2 separate regions of the Gossypium hirsutum genome follow, and region 2 is linked to region 1. A link is a contact called in public Hi-C data. All regions are on one chromosome and are shown on one strand. Each heading gives the region's core, a stretch centred on a gene start, on an enhancer-like site or on the middle of the called end of the contact. The rest is flanking DNA. Distances are from core to core; before and after follow the strand shown.

The links. A called contact is a pair of places that touch in the nucleus more often than the background predicts.
Region 2: a contact with region 1 is called in a Hi-C map of leaf, with 2.5 times the contacts expected there. The contact joins the promoter of LOC107896405 here to the promoter of LOC107896591 in region 1. A contact is called at or near these places in 2 of 34 Hi-C or Micro-C datasets (both in leaf).

Annotation. Positions count from the first base shown.
Region 1 is chrA10:101,805,182-101,811,930 of Gossypium_hirsutum_v2.1, reverse strand. It overlaps LOC107896591 (probable WRKY transcription factor 48), which reads right to left and starts at 3,879. Exons shown (of 3, transcript XM_016821788.2): 1 at 2,963-3,879; 2 at 2,632-2,775; 3 at 1,500-2,529. The coding sequence starts at 3,435. The coding sequence ends at 2,097.
Region 2 is chrA10:101,967,325-101,974,073 of Gossypium_hirsutum_v2.1, reverse strand. It overlaps LOC107896405 (protein REDUCED WALL ACETYLATION 2), which reads right to left and starts at 3,303. Exons shown (of 16, transcript XM_041079147.1): 1 at 2,964-3,303; 2 at 2,762-2,853; 3 at 2,522-2,662; 4 at 2,373-2,429; 5 at 2,184-2,256; 6 at 1,778-1,936; 7 at 1,422-1,571; 8 at 1,089-1,344; 9 at 893-1,008; 10 at 700-786; 11 at 534-622; 12 at 383-445; 13 at 241-297; 14 at 20-116. The coding sequence starts at 2,996.

The DNA.
Region 1 (6,749 bases), core at 2,630-5,129:
TAATTTGAATTAACATGATAAATAATAATATATCTTCCCTTTAATAGTATATACATATGAATTATATTGGGTTGTAAAATCAAATAGAAACAATATTTGTATGTTATTTCTTGCTTAGATGTTTAATATGCCAATAAGTGTTAGGTGCAATAGTAGGAGTGCATATGTTTTTTAATATTTTTTTTGAGAAATACAATCATAAATTCTAAACATGAATCGTGAATGAAAGTCACTAGACCTAACTTTTTAGGATATATAGGTGTAAGGCAGATGATCTTCCATATCATATTTTGCAAATTGAAATGGTATGCATTCCACATTTTCCCTTCCAATTTAATTAGTGACTAAATTAGAAAGTACAAGAACCTTTTGGTAGCCAACATGATAGAGGTGAAAATATTGAATGTTGAGATAATTACATAAACGTTTCTCTCTACTCTTTCTTCTTTGTGGTATTAAGTAAACCAGTGACTATCCTATATTTACACACACACACACACTCTCTCTCTCTCTCTATATATATATTAACAAGAATAGTTTCCACAAGTTATGCTGCTTTGGACGGCCAACTTTTGCTGACAATATACTCATTCTTTCATGCACGTGGTTCAGAATTTTAACCCCCCCAAAAAACATATCCTTTCTGGATCGATGGTGTGTGTATATATATATATATAAATTAACATTAGCAGAAATAGAAGATGCTGTCTAAATTTCAAGCCAGCTGTTGTATACAAAAATCTTCCAACGGGATACTGATAACACAATCCAGGAAATTTTCATTATTCTTTGCCTCACCTTCTTCTTTATTCTTACATCTTCGAACATACATATATGTCTTGTCCCTGAGGTGGCCGGTTCTCCCAAACTAATGCATGATATAATAAGTATCTTGACCTGGAGCACTCTCATATCACAGTATGCTTTAACAGACAATACTGTAATTTTTTATTTTCATTTTATATAAACAACAAATAATAAATAAAAAGAGTATATATTACTGCTATATATACAGTGAATTCAAAAAGATTTTACTTTCTCTTTAGTTTCCATTTATGAAATTCAAGTGTGCATATTGACACTTTCGATAACAAAGAATATATGCATATATGCTTGGTCTATAGTTTGTACATGACATGAAATATTCTTTTTTAAGTTAAAGCTAAAGGATGGGATATTTAATATGATACAATGCCATTACTCCTCAAAGTAAATTTTCTTCCCAACCCAGATTTCATGTTGTCAAACCGGATCGTATAATTGACATTAGGTCTAAGCCTCGATTCTTGGACATCCCTAACCTCTTCCGCTTTCATTATAGTTTCTGCCCATAGATAAGTAGAGAAGCATGTGTGGTAAGAGCTAATATGGGGAAGACTAGTAGAAAGAGATATTATGTTCACATTCCATAAATTAGTGACTTGTATCTCCATAGCTTGGAAAGGAAGAAAAATCCATGATTTTTAAAAGGGGCTAATGTGAATTAGACTACCAAGTCATTGTTTTTTTTCATCTTTTTCTTTGCACTTCCATCAATGAAACATATGGCATTCAAATAATAATTTAACTTTTAACACATTGTTTTCACTGCCCTGCCCTCTCTCTTTCTCTAGCTTCCTAGGGTAGATTTCCCAGCTTCCTTTTTCTACAAGTTCAAGAGCTTTGACGCATCCAATAAAATATTGCTTTGCTAACAACTAGTCTGCATGACGACTTTTTCATGAAAAAAACCCTAACCCTAAAGTCTTCTTTGTACCTACGTTTTCTCTCTTGACAATGCATACAATGAAAAAGAAAGGAGAAGAAAATGACTAACGTGTAGCACAATTGGAAGAAATTAATAATAAAAAAACCCCAATATTTCCATAATTGAATTCTCCTTAAATACAAAGAATAATAACCACAAGAAAAACCAAGTACAAAACCACTTGTTCTCCTGCAAAAACACTATAAAAAGACAGGTGATTTTATACAGATGATAATAGATTGAATAAAAAAAGATATAGTGAATTGGGTTTTTTATCAGTTAGTAAAGGATTAGGAAACAACATACCAGCAATCATATAATTATATATAAAAAAAGAACCCATACTGTCTTACTGTTCCTTTGCCTCTTTCCTCATCTGTGTTGGAACAATATCCTGAAGGAGTCCATTGTCTCTTGGTAACGAAGCTGAAGAAGAAGTAGGAGAAGTATTAAAACGTCTGTCTTGAAGGAAATCAGGGATCGAGGCATTGAAGCTAGAGCCACTAGTAGTGATACTAGTAATGTTCAAAGAAGGCGATGAGTTATATATATAGGGTTGCAATTGTTGCTGCTGATGTAAATACTGAGGTTGAGGAACAACAAAAGATGGGCCAAAACTAGAGGAGGGATCCATGTTGATTCCAATGCTTCCTCGAGGAGTTATCGGGTAGGGATGCTTGTGTTGGCCTTCGTAAGTGGTGACAACGATGGTGGGATCATCGGAGGATCTCTCGACTCTCTTCTTCACCCCACAGCCAGCGCTGGTGCAACGATAATAGCTCCTGTTTTTCAACCATATAATATAGCAATGCTTACTAAAAATGAACATTAGTGGACCAATATGAAAAGGGAGAGGGGTTATTAGATTAGATATTGATTGATACCTGGGAAAAGGGCTGTTTTTCACAGCTTTTTGGCCATACTTTCTCCATCGGTAACCATCATCTAAGTGATCAACTTCACTCTTTGTCATGAACGCAAATCTCGGTTCCCTTTGCCTTTTTTGGTTCTTCTTTTTGGGTTTCAACCTAAACCCATAAAAGCAAAAGCAAAGCTAAAAAACAAAACCTTTACTTAAAAAATCAGCAATACAAAGCAACCAAAAGTTTATCCCACACTACCCCAAATATCTAACTCAAAAACAGAAACAATAAATAGAGAGAGTGAGTATTGAATCCAAAGCCATAAATGATAGTCAAAGAAAGGTTAGCTTACTGTTTCTTTGTCTTGTCTTGATGCTGCTCTTCTTCTTCATCATCTTCAGCTTTGGTTGGTTCATGATCATTTGCAGCTTCATTAGATGAAGAAGAGAAGGAAGAAGAGTTTGGTGTTGCAGGGTTGTTTAAAACTTCAGAAGATTCCGGCAGGGTGGAGGCCGGCGATGGAAGGGCTTGAAGCTGCTTCGCGTCCAGTTGTTGGTGAAGAAGTGGTTCAGATGATGTTGAGGGAGGTGGTGGTGGAAGAATCGGTGGTGGCTGAAAGGAATCGAATAAAGAAGGGGCAATGAAATCTTGATGGATGCCAAGCAAGTCCATGAAACCTAAAGAAGACCCCCACTTAGTATCTCCATCACATGCCCCTGCTCCAGTTGCCATGTCAAAGATGCTTCCACCGGAACTGGTCGCTTCTGCTGCTGCTGCTGCTGCCGCCGCTGACGGATTCTCATCGGAAAATATTAAATTCGCCATGGAAATGAAATTCTCTTTCTTCTTCTCCACACACTTTTTCACATATTCTCCTCCATATTTTTTGTTTTTCTAAGAAACAAAAGGAACCCAAAGTTCTTATCTTTGCATTAAACCAAAAAGAGACATTTTCTTAAAAAAAAAATGATAGAAAAAGAGAGTGAGAAAATGGGGTGAAGTGTATGTGAAAAAGACTTTGGGTTGGGAATTTGGAGAACAGCTTGGGATTATAGTATAAGCATAGGAGAAGAGTAGAGACCGGCATTTGCCGGTTGATTAAGTGTACGGTACGTGGCGATTAACGGAGGCCGGTGTTGGACCGCATTTATTGTTTATGGACCGCCCCCTCTATTTTAGGTCTACCTTTGGGTACGCGTTGACGGGGGCCGTCTTTTTTACTCCTTTTCTTATTTTATTTTTTAAACAAATATTTTCTCTTTTAATTACTTACTACCTCTAATCTAACTTACCTAATCTCGTCTCTTCTCTATTTTTGCTTTCAATTTATTAAGGTGTTTTTTCTATCATTTTTCCATCTTTTTGGCTTTTCAAGGCCACCCAACTTTAGTCTTTATTTTTTAACTTCATATTAAAAAAAAAAAGTAGTACGTGAAATCTATATCATTTTTTAAAAAAAAAAGTGAGAAAAGGGTGCCACCACCTCACCATATCTGAAATTTTCTTTTCTTTTCTTTTCTTTTAAAAAAAAAACCTCTATTTCTCTTATAACTGATATTGGAAAATGAAGTAATAAATAAGCGCGTTATGAAATGCTGAGCCAATGTATGCGTCAGCTGAGTTTCTAACTCATTACTCGCCTACTTCTTCCCCGACAAAACCCACACGCCTCACCAGACATTGTCCTAAAAAATCAAATAACCTGGTTCAATCCGATTTCCGTCTATATTATTTCTTTTATTTATAACTCTTCAATTTTCATTCAATCCGAAATTCTTTTTCCAAATTATTCATTAACTTTGGCTTTTCTACATTCGACCAAAATTCACTAATTATAATACCATCATGCAAATTCAAACGTTGTGTCTTACAAATTTCAGAGTTAAAAAAGTTATATAATCTCTTGAAATTTATCCAATACTAAAAAATATATATCATTTGTGTCTTTTCTTCTATTTTACTTCAATTTAGTAATTGTTTATACTTGCTTTTTAGATGGATGCAAATTGCTTCTAGTATGGTAATGGTTTGCTTTTAAAATAGATTTGTACATCTTTTTTTCGATTGATTTGAATTGAAAAGTGGTTTTTTTCAAAAATAATTTTTAACTTTTTCTCCGCAATTAAACTTGATTGAAATGTAATTTTTCCTTAAAGCAACTATAGTGTTTGTCAAAATTGATTCAAGTAGAGAAATCTATAAAGATTTTCTAAGCTTTTTGAGATACTTCATTTGATCTAATCACATGAGTGAAAGTGATTTTTTGTCCATTTGATTGTTCTACAAGAATTTAAACTCTTTTATTCATAGTTATCTCTTATAGCTTAAAGATAAAATAACTATTTTATATTATCACTTAATTATTTTATTTTTAATTAACGATAATTCAAATTTTAATATTAAAAAAATAATCATAACTAAATTTACTCACTGATAATATTAATTTTTATTTATTTATGTGAGAATTTTCGTCTAGGGATTTTCAATTTTTGTCATTGCCGACAAAATAAAAATATAGTAATCGTGTTTTCAAAGGTACAACCAAACTTCTACGGAGAAAATCCCAAAAAAAGAAGAAAAGGAAAATGGAAGTGAAAAATGTGGAAAAAAAGTTGCAAATTTCTGTCCACCATTCTTTGCTGCTACATAAAAAGTGGTTTTGTAATTTTGTAATAAAAATGATTTCGTGAAACCACATTTGCCCCTGCATTTTGGTCCCCGAATCACGGCCGATGTCGCCTCTCTTTTCATTTACACGTGTATTTTTGTCCTCTTTTCCGTTCCTACGTGTCCCATCCAACGGCCACCTTCTCTTCCCAAACCACATGCTCTTTTACGCGGTTTTGGTATATTCTTTCCTTCTCTTGTGGTTGCTTCCCCTACACGCCATCTTCATTTTCCACTTTTAATTATTTTTTTTTCTTTTTATATTCTTCTCCCCCAAGTTTTTGCCATTTACGCCTGATTTCTATTTTTCAACCATTTTATTTACGCTTGTTTCTTTCTTTATTTGGGCTTAATTATTTATATATATATATATATATATATTATTCTTTTACTATCTCAAATTTTAAATTTTATTTTATTTTGGTTTTAATTATTTAAGTGTTTACTTTTATTTGATCTCACAATTAAAACCACACAAAAATTCAATAGACCATAGTAGACTTTTGATAAATTTACATTTTAACCATTAAAAATAGAATTTTTTTTTAAAAAATATTATAAAAATACGAGAGAAGATTAAATTGTATGCCTGATTAAAATAAAATAAAAATTAAACACTGAAGTCACATTTATAGTGGTAAAATTGTTGTAAGTTGAGATTCATCTAAACAAATAAAGATTAACAATTAAGTTTTTATTTCCTTTTTAAAAAATAAAGATGTTTGTAAATTTTGTTTTTCTAACAAAATTAAATCATAATTTTAATATAAATATTAATTTTTTAATAACATTGGTGTGATAATCTACATACTAATTTACAGACTGGTATTGGATTTGTATAATGTTATTAGATTGGGTCCAATTCACGTGTTTGTATGTTCATATTTTAAAAGGGTTGGATGAGATATGAAGATGTGGTGTTGGAATTACTCAACCCATCACCGACTCAGAATAATAACTATACCACCCATAATACATCTCATTTCTCACAACTTACAACTGCTCTAAGCTCTTCTTAATATATTTCCATTTATTACTTTAATTTTCATACTTATTCAAATTCACCATTACAACTTTCATTAATTTTATTATTTTTATTTTTTACATGTAAAGATTCTATAATTATATGAATGTATTAGTTATAATTCTACTGATTGGGGAATGGGAAGATAGAGCGAAAAAAGTATTTAAAAAAAAAGGGTTTTTGAGTCGGAAAAAAAATATGTCCAATCTTAATTTGAATGAAGCGGTGTTTAAAATTTTTATCAGACATGTACTTAACATGAATTCAAATCGTATTTTTCCATTTCCTACACTTAATATAGTATTGAAAAAATAAATTATTTTAAATTTAAATTATAGAAGGTGAGAAAAATTAGAGAGGTGTAAGCCAACTATGACTATATACAATTTTATTAACAAAAGAGTGAAAAAGAATTATTTTTCTTACCAAACACATTGATAAAATATAT
Region 2 (6,749 bases), core at 2,054-4,553, 160 kb before region 1:
ATGACACCATTTTACTTACTGCCAGGTATATGGAAGTCGTAAGCATGAAATTCAACATTGGGTAATCTGGGATCAGAGAAAGGAGCAGCTTAGGCTGACCATCTGGAATCCCGGATCTGCACATTGATCGGATATTGAGTTTAAAATATCATATGCTATGATTTAGAGGTTCGAATTTGGATCAACTCCTAGCGAGCAGTTGAAGCACCAAGAATTCTCATGTTGTCAACTTCAGCTTACCTTAGCCAGATGTGAATCTGCGAGATATAGGTCTCCAGTGTAATCTTTCCAAGCCATCTGGAAATGAAAGACATATTAGCTCCACCTTATTGGCCATCGGAAAACAAAAGAATAAAACAAGAGATAATTAAGGGTTACTTACGCAAAAAGGGTTAAACTGTAGCTTCGGAAGGATTGGGTAACATTTCTTAAACATATATACACACTGGTGAAAACAAGGAACAAAAATTTATCAGTAAGAGCCAAAATGTTCAGATATGTCAAAATATCAACACAGTCAACATGAGACCTACGTTATCGGGATCCATGACGTGTAAGGGTGGTATTTATTGTAGGTGATCTTGTCAAGCTTGTAAATGTGCTCGAACCATAGAAATCCCACCTGCAAGTTAATTGAAACCTCATGAATAAGAGTTTCTAGGAAAAGGAATGGCAAGTCAAAAGGGGTATATATGATACCATCAGGGCTATTATTGCCACAGCTATTTTAATTGATACTCTCCGCTTCACCTCTGTTTCCTCGAGTTTTTCCATCCATCGTTCAACCTGCAATAGTAAATCCCAATATCTAGCTATCAACTCCAAAAATTAATTGCATTAATTCATAGCAAGATACAATGAAAAGATCGAAAATAATTGCATCAGAACTTACAGTTGGATGGTAATATGCATATATCATCCCAATAATCCAAATATAACGATCAAGGCCAGAGCGGAAATGCCATTCATGCAAGAGGGGAAGGTTTGGCTTTGCCGGATCAGTATATCCTGCAATGGTTTTTATATTTTTCCCATCAATATGACCAAAAGTTGTTTAAATAGAAATCATGCTTTGGAAAATTACCCACCAAGGAAAAAGGTGAATGGGCTCCAGAGAAATTCAAATACTCCAGGCACTTCCCAAACTAGGATAACCACCAAGAAGCAGGCAATGATTTTTAGAGCAATGACTGACCCTTTCTCATTGTACTTGTTCAGAATACCAAGTGCCCCATAAACCATAAGAGTGAATAGAGTATGCATGGGGCATATATAGTATAGCATATAACTATTATTGAGGACAACACAGCAAAAAAATACCAAGAAATTGAGCCGCCACATCATCTGTTCAATCAAAACACTCAACGTTGGAACTTGAAACATGGAGTAGTTTACATGATCTTTACTTAGGGAACTCATACCTGTGCAAACCTTGCAAGACTGAAATCTTTGCGCACATAATAATATGAGAAGTTCCCAAATCCAGTCATCCAAACATAAGCAGCAATGAAAATTCGGATAGCATTGTAAATCTCTGATGCTGCAAAGTAATGGTACATCAAAAATAAGACCTGCAAAATAAATGGGGGAAAAGTAAGCACAAGACTATCAACAATCCTTGTTCAGCAATGCTGGAACAGTTTGCGTGTAAGCAGCATTGGCCACAAATGTTTGCACTTTCTATGCAACCCAACACATTCTATTATTACAAGTAAACGAAGATCTTTCAAGAATAAAATTTTGCGGGTTTATTGCATCATTTCAAAGAATTACAAACCTGCATCCAACCTTTCCACTCCTCAGTTTGATGTCTGTTCAAATAAAGTATAGATTTCCCTGAAAATGGTGACTTATCATGGTGTATCTTGAATGAAGTTATTGCCGAAACTATGATGAGAAGAAAGTAGAGGAACAAGAAAAGATCCCGGTTGTAACTCTGCATAGACATACAATGAATGAGAGAACTTAATTAGCAAGCAATAATATAGTTTTAAATGATTATTTATTGCAGTAAAACTAAATTTGAAATCCATGACTTACTGCAATATTTTATAAGAAGAACAGAGTGCTCAGCAGTTGTTAACTTCAATTAAAGTTCATTTTTATCTTTTAACAAGTATCTATTATTCTATTTAGACACAATACTATAACTATGAATTATATACTGAAGTAATCATCTTCACCTTTTTCGAAGAGGCAAATACATCAGTACGGTCGCATATGTAATAGTATGCCAAAAGAACACCGAATTCAGATCTATAAGACGAAAAAACAAAAAGAATTGAAAAAAAGAGAGCAAGTTAAGTTACATACTATTAAATCTCTGAAAGAAATGATTCAAATATTAATCAACAAATAAAAAATTCACTTACATTGCTCGAAGTGTCAACCGATTCTCAATCAAGAAAGTTTCATCCATCATAAGAAACCTTAACAAAATCAAAGCATATAAATTCAGTACCTGATCAAAATAGAAAGAAATGAGAAGGAAAGAAAAGAAATCAAGGCTCCAATGACAAACTTGACAATTGGAGACACGGAAGATGTTGAAGACCGCGCTTTAGGAGAACCAGATTGAAGACCTCCGCCTTCCAGTAAAACCGCTCTATCTTCCTCCTTAACGGCACCATTTCCAATTTCGACTAAACTCACATCAGAATGCCTACTAACAGAAATACGAAAACAGAAAATTAATTTTTCACCAATAAAGTACGTTAATTAATTGTAATCGCGTCACAAAATGTAAAAAATCAGAGCTTACGCCTTGGATGCAAGTGAATTTTTCTTGTATTGCAAGTATTCTGCATAGATCCAAGCTGAAATCACCGGAAATACGCCGAGAAAAAACGAAACCTAGAAAAAAATTTAAAAAAAAAAAACAAGATTTTTCTTTTTTATATAAAAAAGAAGAAAGTTTAAAATGCAAGATCCGAGAGGGTTGGAGAATGCTGAAGTGAACGCACCTGACCGGGAGTGATCGGGCCGAAGATCATCATTATTTGGAAACTTTCGGCAAACGAAGAAACAAAATGAAAAGTGAAGTTAAGCCGGCAAAATCAGGCGCATTTGAGCGTAAACAGATGAGTTTAAAAAGAAAATTTACAGATCTGATAGAAATCTGGTTTTTCTAGCCAGTGAGTGGAAAGGAAAAGAAAAAGAAATGATAAAGACGACGAAGCGAAGTACAACAATAGATGGATTTGATTCAAAATAGCAGGGCATGTAGAGAAAGGAAAAAAAATACATAAATAACGATTAATTAAAATTAAATAAAATGTAAAGAAACAGAGTTGATAACCGAGAGACCTGTGTTTTTCCGTACCATATAACAAATAAATGGTTAAAATATCCTATATAACTACATGTACTATTTGTAAATTTAGAATTTAATCTTTATATTTTTATTTTAAAGAATTTAATTTTTTTATTATTTAAATTAAAATATATAAGTTATTTACCACCACTGTTAAAATTTATTTTGTTAAATTTAGAGTCATTACAACTTATTTTTTAGTTTTATAGCTATCAATTGGATTATTTTAATTTAAAATATCACACTAATAAATTTAATAAAAAATTTAACAGTATTTAACAATTTGACCTCAATTTTGAAATTATAAAAGTATAGAGATTAATTTTTTTAAAATAAAAATCTAGGGATTGAATTTTAATTTTACAAAGAGTATAGGGACTTATAGTACAGTTTTGCCTAAATAAATTAAAGGAAAATACAACAATAAATAAAGGTTAAATTTATTATTAGTCCTTGTACTTTGTGAAAGTTATAGATTTAGTCCCTATACTTTTATTTTATCAATTTTATTCTTTTTACTTTTCAAATTGGTCACTTTTAGTCCCTGTACTTTTCAAATATACATTTGGTTAAATTCAATTATTAGTATTGTGCCATACTTGCAATTATAAATTTAGTCCAATTTCTCCAATTGTATCATTCTAAGTCCCTATACTTTTTTAAAATATAGGGACTAATGACAGAATTTAACCAAAAATAAATATTTACATATAAATTATATATTTAAAAAAAATGCGATGTTTTCATGCCCATGAGATGTAGGAATGGAGTAGGGGAAATGGAATCGTCATGTTTTGAGTGTCAATTCATGAAGTTATGATGATGTTCAAAAATCATTAAAATTATTACAAAATATAAAAGATTATTTTAATATTTTAAAATGTAATTAAATGCTGAGATATCAATTAGTTGTATGTTAATATTTTAGGTAATTTGATAAAAAATTTAAGAATTAAAAAGGTGAAATTTTAAATAAAAAACAAAAATAACTTTAAAAAACCAAAAAGAAGTAATTATATTTATTATTTTTAATTAAAATTTTAGAGAAACAGTTGACGTTATAATATTAATTTGTTTTTTTAAATAAATTTGACTATGGCATATTGGTTTATTTAACTGGTAACTTCAAACTTAGCTATAATGTTAAAAACTTTTAATAAAAAATTGACACAATCTTACCTTCCAACTTAAAATAATAATAATAATAATTAAGCTGTATTTAGATTTTATTTAATTTTTAATTTTTATTGTTTGTGAAATCAATTTATAATGAAAAAAGTTATTGGTTAATTTTGTCACACGTCAATAATTAATTAATTTTAAAAATTAAAAAAATAAAAATTATTTATAAAAATGATATTTTAAAAATTAAAAATATATAAGAAAACATATTTTTTTAATTTTTTTTAAAACTAATTAAATGCTAATATAATTTATATATGAACTACCACGTGGATGCTAGTAAATGTTAATTTTTTTATTTATTTTGAGATGATTTGAGTTTAAAAAATAAAAAGTGAAAAATAAAACGAAAGGTTGAATAAATTATTATATTTTAAAAAATTTATATTAATAAATGTGATATGATATTAAAGAAATTAATATTGAGTACAAAAATAGAATAATAATTTAAAAGACGCGTGACCGAAATGTAGATGGGATGTGTTGTCGGCAGAAAGTTGGAAATTGTGAAGGGCGTGTTGGTGTTGATATGCCACCGACATTAATTGAGTGAGGATGAACACTGCGAGTGATAACCCCCAACCATGTATTATTTCGGGCTGGCTGCCATTGTCCGTTCTTTTCAACCTTCATCCAATTTTCATCAACCTATAAGCCCATTCTAATTGTAGACCCTCACCCCGTCGCTCCATAGTTTTTATTCAACTTTCAATATCAACTATATCATGGGCCATTGGTCATGGCACACCCCACCATGTTATTTATTTGAAAGATTGCAATCAATTGAAATAGTAAAGTTAAGGTTTTTAATTATTATTTATCATGTGGGAATATATCAAAATTATCGAAACATATTAAAATTTTGATCAGAATTAAATATAAATATTTTGATATCAGTTTAGGATTATTCTAATTGCTATATTTTTATGTATATATATAATGCTAAATTATCATGGTATATAAATATTTCGTTGTAATAAATTTTTGATAAGAATGAAATATAAAATTTACTTATGAATGGGTACGATACTAACTATTATGATTTAAATGCTAATTTATCATGTTTAAATTTTATTTGAGTGAATTTTATAGAATTTATATAAAAATATTAAAATAAAAATATCCTCATAATAATATAATTTTGTTAAAAAATAAAATTATTTTAAGGTTTATTATATAAAAAACCCCCTTAAAAACAATTCAATAATCAATCGAAAATAGCACTTAACTAAGCCCTCAATTGAATTTAGGCAATCAATTAAGCCATCATCCTTTGACACCGTTAACTTTGCCATGTGGCAAGTCGTGGTTGTGCCATGTGGCATAATTTAGTAATTTATTTTAAAATTTTTCCTCTTCTGGTTCCAGTGTGTATGAGTGATATTCTTCTTTTGGATTTTTCTTTGGGATATCATCGTTCTCTTTATCAATTATTATGGGTTATATTCTCGAAAATTTAGTGGAGTTTTACATCTTAGACTTCTTTATCTCAGCTATCTTATTATTCTTATTGTTTAATCTATCAAACATGGTTCATCTATAAAGGATATTCATTGGTTGGAGGTAATTACATCTATTATTGTTATACTTCCTGGTTGGATCATGGGAGCACGGTGATACAAATCTCAGATTTATAGAGGTTATGTTACTGTACTAGTTGTTACTGGAGCTACATTCGGTTTTTTTTCTCTCTTTTGTTTTAGAGTGCACTATTGATGTTTGAGGTATTATTCTATCTATATGGTTGTACTGTCGATCTTATTATAGCACTGTGGTTTTAATTCATCTCTGGTATGTTTCAAAGCTTCGATGTTAATAATTAAAATAGTTTTATTATGTATCCCATTTCTAGCTTTCATAAAGGGGATAGATAATGGCAAAAGTATAGATGGTGGAAAATCGAGCTTAACCTCGCATATTAGTTCTCATTACTCAGGTAATCTCGGATTATGTCAATGAGTCAAAACGGGATGTCATGTTTTGTATGAGTTAATGCAGTTTATGGTGATCTTTGGTTGGTATTCTAAGGGAATTACAGTAGACTGTGTGTCTAGATTATCTTGACAACAAGAAGAAAGAATTATTCTAAAATGTTATTAATTGATTAATAAGATCGACTTATTTGTTTTAGTCAGAACGGATTAATCACTTGAAAAGTTAGATGAGTTATATATATTCGAGTTCATCTTTAGAATTGGGAAATGTTATTATGGGTTAAAATCATCTTGATAGTTGCAGCTATCACACTTTTATT